Linked DNA regions of Mus musculus: region 1 is linked to region 2. Evidence: chromatin contacts called from public targeted proximity ligation data. All regions are on one chromosome and are shown on one strand. The core of a region is the stretch at or near the end of the contact, and the rest is flanking DNA. Distances in the headings are between cores, read along the strand shown. Region 1 overlaps Pank1 (pantothenate kinase 1). Region 2 holds the start of Kif20b (kinesin family member 20B).

What was found.
Region 1: a contact with region 2 is called in a targeted proximity ligation map of the HPC-7 cell line, with 9 times the contacts expected there. A contact is called at or near these places in 16 of 39 promoter capture datasets (the C10 cell line, the HPC-7 cell line, HPC-7-derived erythroid cells and 9 more), 32 of 484 Hi-C or Micro-C datasets (B cells, the Ba/F3 cell line, CD4 T cells and 18 more), 13 of 130 datasets of targeted methods (the 230-238 cell line, the HPC-7 cell line, the NIH/3T3 cell line and 7 more) and 3 of 9 other capture datasets (adipose tissue, liver and pancreatic islet).

Annotation. Positions count from the first base shown.
Region 1 is chr19:34,844,178-34,847,733 of GRCm38.p6, reverse strand. All of the region lies in intron 1 of Pank1 (pantothenate kinase 1), which reads left to right. Among named protein-coding and RNA genes, the nearest start is that of Mir107, 25 kb to the right of the region's middle.
Region 2 is chr19:34,919,948-34,923,623 of GRCm38.p6, reverse strand. It overlaps Kif20b (kinesin family member 20B), which reads right to left and starts at 1,266. Exons shown (of 32, transcript NM_001362434.1): 1 at 1,191-1,266.

The sequences.
Region 1 (3,556 bases), core at 189-2,688, 76 kb after region 2:
GTCCTGGGACTCACTTTGTAGACCAGGCTGGCTTCGAACTCAGAAAACCACCTGCCTCTGCCTCCTGAGTGCTGGGATTAAAGGCGAGCGCCACCACCCGCCCGGTAACACTCCCTGCCTTGAGTTTGCTGCTTGCATGTGATTTTTGCTTCCTCTAAGCTTCTTTTGACTCAATGGCTGCTTCTTTGGATCAGTCTGACTTTGCTGGGAGCTGACATTATAAGCTTCTCCCACCCCCATCCTAGCCCCAGTTCTTATCCAAGGGCTGAACTCAAAACCAAACCAACCAAACAAACAAACAACCCAAAACAAAAAGAACATCACCTTAACTCAGAGGTTATCAACCTGAGGGTATGTACCCCTTTGGGGTGGGGGGTCAAATGACATTTTTAGAGAGGTTGCAAATCATATATTTTGCATATCAGACTCATATTAGATATTATGACTCATAACAGTAGCAAAATTACAGTTATGAGGTAGCAGTGAAAATAATTTTATGGTTGGAGGTCACCACAACATGAGGAACTGTCTGAAAGGGTCACCGAATTAGGAAGCATTAAGTGCTCGTGGACCTTGTCACCAAGAGGCCTTTTCAGACTTGGTTTTCATCGGATGGTTTCTCCCTGCTCTGTGTATCTGACTCTCAGCCATGAGGCATGACAGACCGACTTTAGTATTAACAGTATACCTTCAAATCACTCTATCCCTCTTCAGCTAAAACTGTGGCACCGGGTGAGCATGCCCAGAAGCATTTTAACCCTTTAGACAGTTACTCCCAGACCTGGAGGTAAACGTGGCTTGAAGTGCGTCCACCATTCTTCCTTCTTGAAGTATGCCCCGAAACTGAGCATGCTCAAGAATGTGCCCACCCACCTAAAGTGGTTAGCTTAGAGAGGAGACATTGCGCTGCAGTGACTCCTGGGCTCTCCTTCTCTGTCCTGCTCATATTTCCTGTTGATTATTTTCTTAAGTGTTGTTTTGTTTTTGTGGTTTTGAGGGTAGTCATGAGTTTCTGATTCTCCATCTCCACACGCTGAGTGTTGGGACTCCTCCAGGCCTGCGCCACCTCACAGACTTCCTACTGAGGGTTGGGACAGGCGAGCGCCACCACAGAGACTTCCACTCACACTTTCTGGAGTGTTCTTCCCTCCCCCCCCCCCCCCCCCGACTTTGCATCCCGCTGCGATTGGCTAGTGACCACATCCTCTTTGCTTCTTGTTTTTAAACCAGGCAATTATTTTCACTTTAAAAATATAGTCAGTGGTACCTGGAGCGAGCCAGCTCATGCTGCTGACATTTGACTTTCAAACTCTCAGTCGGCCAGCTCCTTCTTCAGGTGTCCTCCTTATCTGCATTACAAATCGTCACAGATAATTGTTCTACCAGGTGTGTGCCAATCTCCCAGGTCTGCCTCTCACTCTCGGGGGCCTGTTCGCTCACCTCCCAGCGGCATTACGCTTGAAGAACAAAGGTTTATTTACTTATGCTGTCAAAGGGCAGAATCACAACAGTTGAGATTATTGATTTTTTTTTTAAGACATACATTTATTTATCTCATGTCAGGGTGGCAGTGTGCATGTCAGAGTGCACCTGTGGAGGTCTGAGGTCGGTTCTCTCTCACTGTGTGGGTGGGTTCCAGGGATCTAGTTCAGGCTCAGTAGCAGGCACTTTCACCCACTGAGCCTTCTCGAAAATCCCAAGGCTGCTGAGCTCAGTTGACTTTGTTTTCGATTTTAAAGTCTAGCAATTTTCCAGGGGGCCAACCAAAGGTGTTTGCTACAGGCAGAAAGGGCCTTGAAAGCAGATATAATAGAATGTAAATAAACCTATTATTTCAAAGTCATTTCCTTCATGGCAGAGAAAGGAAAACAGAATAGAAATCTAGTTGACAACTTCACATCATTAAGTCATTCCTTCACATCAAGTCATTTCTTCCCGTGTTGATTTTGTTTTGTTTTTCCCAGGAAAAGGATCTCACTTATATTCCCTAGCTGGTCTAGATCTCAATAAATAGGCGAGGCTAGACCACAGCTTGTAACAATCTTCCTGTCTCAGCGTCCAAGGCTAGGCTTGTAGGTATGAACAACTCATAGCTAGGTTACTTGCTTGTGTAAGAATTAGGCCAGAGAGCTCAGCAGTGGGCCTTTAATCCGAGCCCTTGAGAGGCAGAGGCAGGTGGATTTCTGAGTTCGAGGCCAGCCTGGTCTACAAAGTGCTGGGATTAAAGGCGTGTGCCACCACCACCCGGCCCAACTCTTTTTCTAATTCAGATTTTTCCGAAGGTCAAACCAATAGCTTAGTTTCAGATGCGTGTGAATGACTCCAAGTAGGTTGCCAGCCTGGAATTTTGGGGAGTAGGGGAGGTGCCAGGTCCAAACAGTGGCCTCTTGTAATTTTTACTTAGCACTTGTTTATGGAAGTGTCCTTGTGAAATTTGAACATGGTCTCCTATTGTTGATTACTCCAGTGCATTTATTTTCAACCTCCTACCTCGCTGGGGGTTTAGCCCAGGGCACTGCACTAGTTACACAGGCTTCTTAGCTCTGAGTTAGACCAGCCCCTTGCTTTGTTTTGGTTATGACATTTGGTTTGGGGAGGAAGAAGAAGTGGTATATGCTAGCATTCTGTGTCTAGCATGGACACGGGTTCTGGTAGGCACAGTAGTTAACAGTTGAGTTTGTCTACATATCTGGCCATCCATCTGTGGTGGTGGGGTGGGGGCATTGGCGGCTACATGGGATGTCCTTCCTTCTTCCTTCCTTTTCTCTCCTATCTCCATTGCCAGGGTAGCTTGTAAGGGAAGCTTGGGTTGAAGCAGATCTTGATATCAGGATGACGAGTACAATTTATACGCATGCCTGGAAAAACCTTGCAGTGTGAGCAGAAGAGCATTGCCGTGTTCCTTTATGATGGTAGGAAATGGAAGTGAGGCACAGTGACCAGACTCAGCTGTAAGGAATCTGAGGCAGGAGGCTCAGTCTAGGCTACGTAGTAGATTACAGATTAGCCTTGGCTATAGGGCAAGACCTTGTCTCTCAACCACCTATCCTCTTTACAAAAAAAAAAAAAAGATGTGATGTAGGTAAATAAAACCAATTCCTCCTCTTCCTCCTCTTCTGTCCCCCACTTCCCATCATCCCAGGGACAGCTCATTCCAGGCCCGAGCTGTGCTCCAGCGCTGGACCTTCAGTCTTCCCTTCCTGGCTCCTTTTCTCCCATCCCCAGGACCGGATTTCCATTGCTGTTTAAATTAATACACTCCTTCAATTTTTATTCTATCTTAGCCCAAACTGCTCATAAAACATTGTGCTGAATTTTCATAACTCTATACTTTTTTTTTTCCCCTGTTGTTTTGACACTTTGCCAACAGACGCTTTGACAAAGGAATGACAAGATTCCTATTTAATTTGCAGAGTGTTCCGGAATCTGTGCTGTGCTTTTAAGAGTCAGGCATTTTCAGTTGCCGGTGCTTATCACGATTTAACCAACCATGAGGGGACTCTTCCTCCTGGAGCCTGGCATCCGTTGGCTCGGTCGGTTCTGGATTACCCGTGTA
Region 2 (3,676 bases), core at 17-2,516:
AATAATAATGATGATGACGACAATGAAAATCACTAACTGACACATCACAAGGTTGAATGTGAATATGGAATAATGCCATCACTGAACTATTAAATCTGAATTGCACATCAAATCCCTATAGGATAAACCTAACCCTCCACCCCCCAAAAAATTAACATTTAAAATTTTCTAAGGGGGCTGGTGAGATGGCTCAGCGGTTGAGAGCACCGACTGCTCCTCCAAAGGTCCTGAGTTCAAATCCCAGCAACCACATGGTGGCTCACAACCATCTGTCACAAAAATCTGATGCCCTCTTCTGGAGTATTTGAAGACAGCTACAGTGTACACACATATAATAAATAAATAAATCTTTAAAAAAATTTTTTTCTAAGAATCTATCACGCCGGGCAGTAGTGGCTCACGCCTTTAATCCTAGCATTTGAGAGGCAGAGGCAGGCGGATTTCAGAGTTCGAGGCCAGCCTGGTCTACAGAGTGAGTTCCTGGACAGCCAGGGCTACACAGAGAAACCCTGTCTCGAAAAATAAAAAGAAAGAAAGAAAGCAAGCATCTACCAGATGCACAATACCAGAGAGAAAAGGTCGCCTCTCTCCTAATTTTTCAAAGAAACAGATTTAACAGTCTAAAGCACCTAGCACCGGGATTCCCTATTTAAGTAGAAAGACAATCATCTAAATTTGTTTACTCTTCACGACAGGCTCAAAATACAGACCAACGGAAGTAGTACTGGACTAAAACTGACTCACTTCAATTTCCTTTATATACACATAAAACCCAAATATGCTTCTTTTCTAGCCACAAAGTAATGTGACATTTTTTTTTAAAAAAAGCCCCCACTGGACTCAACCTAGAAAGAGATCTTGTCACGTGACAAAACAACTGCTCACCTCCCGAATTCAGGCAACCAGACGTGGCAAATCTTTTTGTGTCTAATAAAACTAGTGTCTGTGAATCTAAAGTGTACCTCCTTTACCGGACCAGGAAACCGAGGCCTAGACAGACCGAAGTCTTCCGCCTCAAGGCTTAACTCGCTTAACTCCCTGAAGCTCAGCCCCACCTTCAGCAGCCCCGCACCTAGACTACGGGCATCACGAGCCCCGACAACGCTGACACGGCCGAGGCGTCGCAGCTTCGTGCCCTCTGTGCAAGCAGCCACCCTCGGAGCCCCCAAAATCGTCAGCTCCTCACTTACTGCAATCGCTGGTCCCTGCACGCCTCCCCACCTGCAGAATTCCACTTCCTCCCGGTTTTCAAATTCAAACAATGGCGGCTCGGCGCCGCGCTGAACCCTGGGAGTGGGCGGGGCTTCCGGCGAGCCCTGGGGGCTGGACCCGCTCGCGGCCGAGTTTCGCCCCCGCCTCCGGAAAAGGCTTTCAAGTCTGGGGGGCGGGACTCGGTGCTCCGGGCGACCGATGGGGCAGTAGCAACGCTCGTGGGCTACCTAGCTGGGAGTTTCTCGGGGCCATATTAGGTTTGACCCTAACGATACCTGTTCGGTACTCAGGTCTCAGGTTCCGTCCTAGACCCGCATGATGACGAGCCTTGCTGAGGCCGCTGTCTCCGCACTGCCTCCCGCGATGCCCCCAGGAGCGGAGGAATGGCAAACTATTCCTCCTATTACACCTCAGAGTCCTGTCATTCCCCGGGGCAGAAAGGACTTGCGACCTGGGACCAAGTTAACTCCCCTCTTTAAGTGATTCTTCTTGTCGATGACGGCCCTCTTGGATGAAACACGTTTTCCTCAAAATACATTTTAGGAGCATATCCTTCATCTTTTTATACCCCCTTTTTGATGTTTCTGAAAGCATAAATCAGCTACCGCTGAGAGGCACTGTGCAGTGCCCCAAAATGTAAGTGCCCATGTGTCCTTCTCCGCTTCCCTAAAGTAACCCTCTGAGTGCAGGGCTAATTTACTAATACATTCATATGACGAGAATTTACTATTGAGGCTAGACTTTCACTTTGAATAAAAATAATGCTAACGTAAATTGAGCATTTACCTTATGCTTCCGCTGGCACTACCTTTATAAAATGGATTGTCTGACTGGTGCTAAGAACCCTTTAAAGTAGGTATTGCTACCGTCCCATTTAATACATTCTAAATAAGTAATGGGCACAAACGTAAATGGAGGGTTGGAGAGATGGCTTAGTGGTTAAGAACACTGACCTCTTCCAGAGGTCCTGAGTTCAATTCCCAGCAAACCACATGGTGGTTAACAACCATCTGTAAAGTGATCCAACGCCCTCTTCTGGTGTGTCTGAGGACAGCAACAGTGTACTCATATAAATCTTTTAAAAAACAAAAAAGCCGGATAGTGGCACATGCCTTTAATCCCAGCACTTGGGAGGCAGTGGCAGGCGGATTTCTGAGTTCGAGGCCAGCCTGGTCTACAGAGTGAGTTCCAGGACAGTCAGGACTACACAGAGAAACCCTGTCTCGGGGGGGGGGGGGGAAGAAAAGTAAATGGAACCGGGATTTAAAATCAGTTGAAGAAGTTTTGTTACCTTAGCTTTTCTGTGATCATATTTTCAGCTATTGCACTTAATTAGAAGGATTTTTGGAACACTAGCTTGACAACCTTAGTGTTTTTCGATCTTGATACAGAATTTATATCTCCTACCACTACCCTGCCTCTGACTTCTTTCATACACACACACACTTCTCCCCCAAACAAAATAATCAAATTTGAGAAGAACTAGTTTGGATAAGATAGTAGATAAGATAAGTAGATTTGAATAGATAAGTAGATACAAGGCCAGAAGGAAAAATGAAGAAAGAAATGTAAATATGAAAGAAAAGAATAAAATAGAGACCTTCCCAGGCTGGAATTTATGTTTTGTTTTTAAACAAAATTTCTATGTAGGCCAGGCTGCCTTGGCCTCTTTCCAATGCTGAAACTATAGGAGTGTACTAGCATACTTCCCTAGCTGGACGTCAGATTCTAATGGGCTTTGTCAATTTTCATTGCTCCTTCAGATAAGTCTAACCCCCTGGATCCGATTTTTCTACCACACCTCACAGTGTCATGTTGCTTTTGCTAGTTACCAACAATTCTTAGCCCTCCGTGGGGCACTTGTATGTGTTGGTTTTGCAAACATTCGTTGGAAATTTGCAGTGCACTGTTTTTGAGGGTGGTAGAGACAGTAGGTGAGAAGAGTGAGCACAAAGACTCTTAAGGACAAATTCTAATAGGGCAACAGCCATGTCAGAAAACATTTACAGAATTACAACTACATCAGGTGCTTTAAAAGAAACTGTCTTAGAATGTGATGGGGAAACCAGAGCAAATGTTTGATCTGTATCATCAAGGATTGTTAGGAATTAACTAGTTAAGTAATATGAACATCCCAAGCCTAGGACACATGATACCAGGCACGAGGGGCGGGGAGAAAACAAAATCCAACAGATCTCCTGTTATTTGGTTCTAACTCCCAGTGGCATTTCCAGGTTAACTATAAATGTTTTACACTTGAAACATTCTTCCCGGGCTACAGGGTTAAGCATGCCCAGTATAGTTTAGTATAGCATGCCCTTTATAGTTCGCATTTCATTGGCCAGTCTCCTTTCTCTTTTACTCAAGCTCTAAAGTAAAGGAACAATGAGTACTGAGACCTCTACTCTCTCCTGTCTAGCTTCTACATGACAAGTTAACCAACTCTTATAATCAACATCTTTAT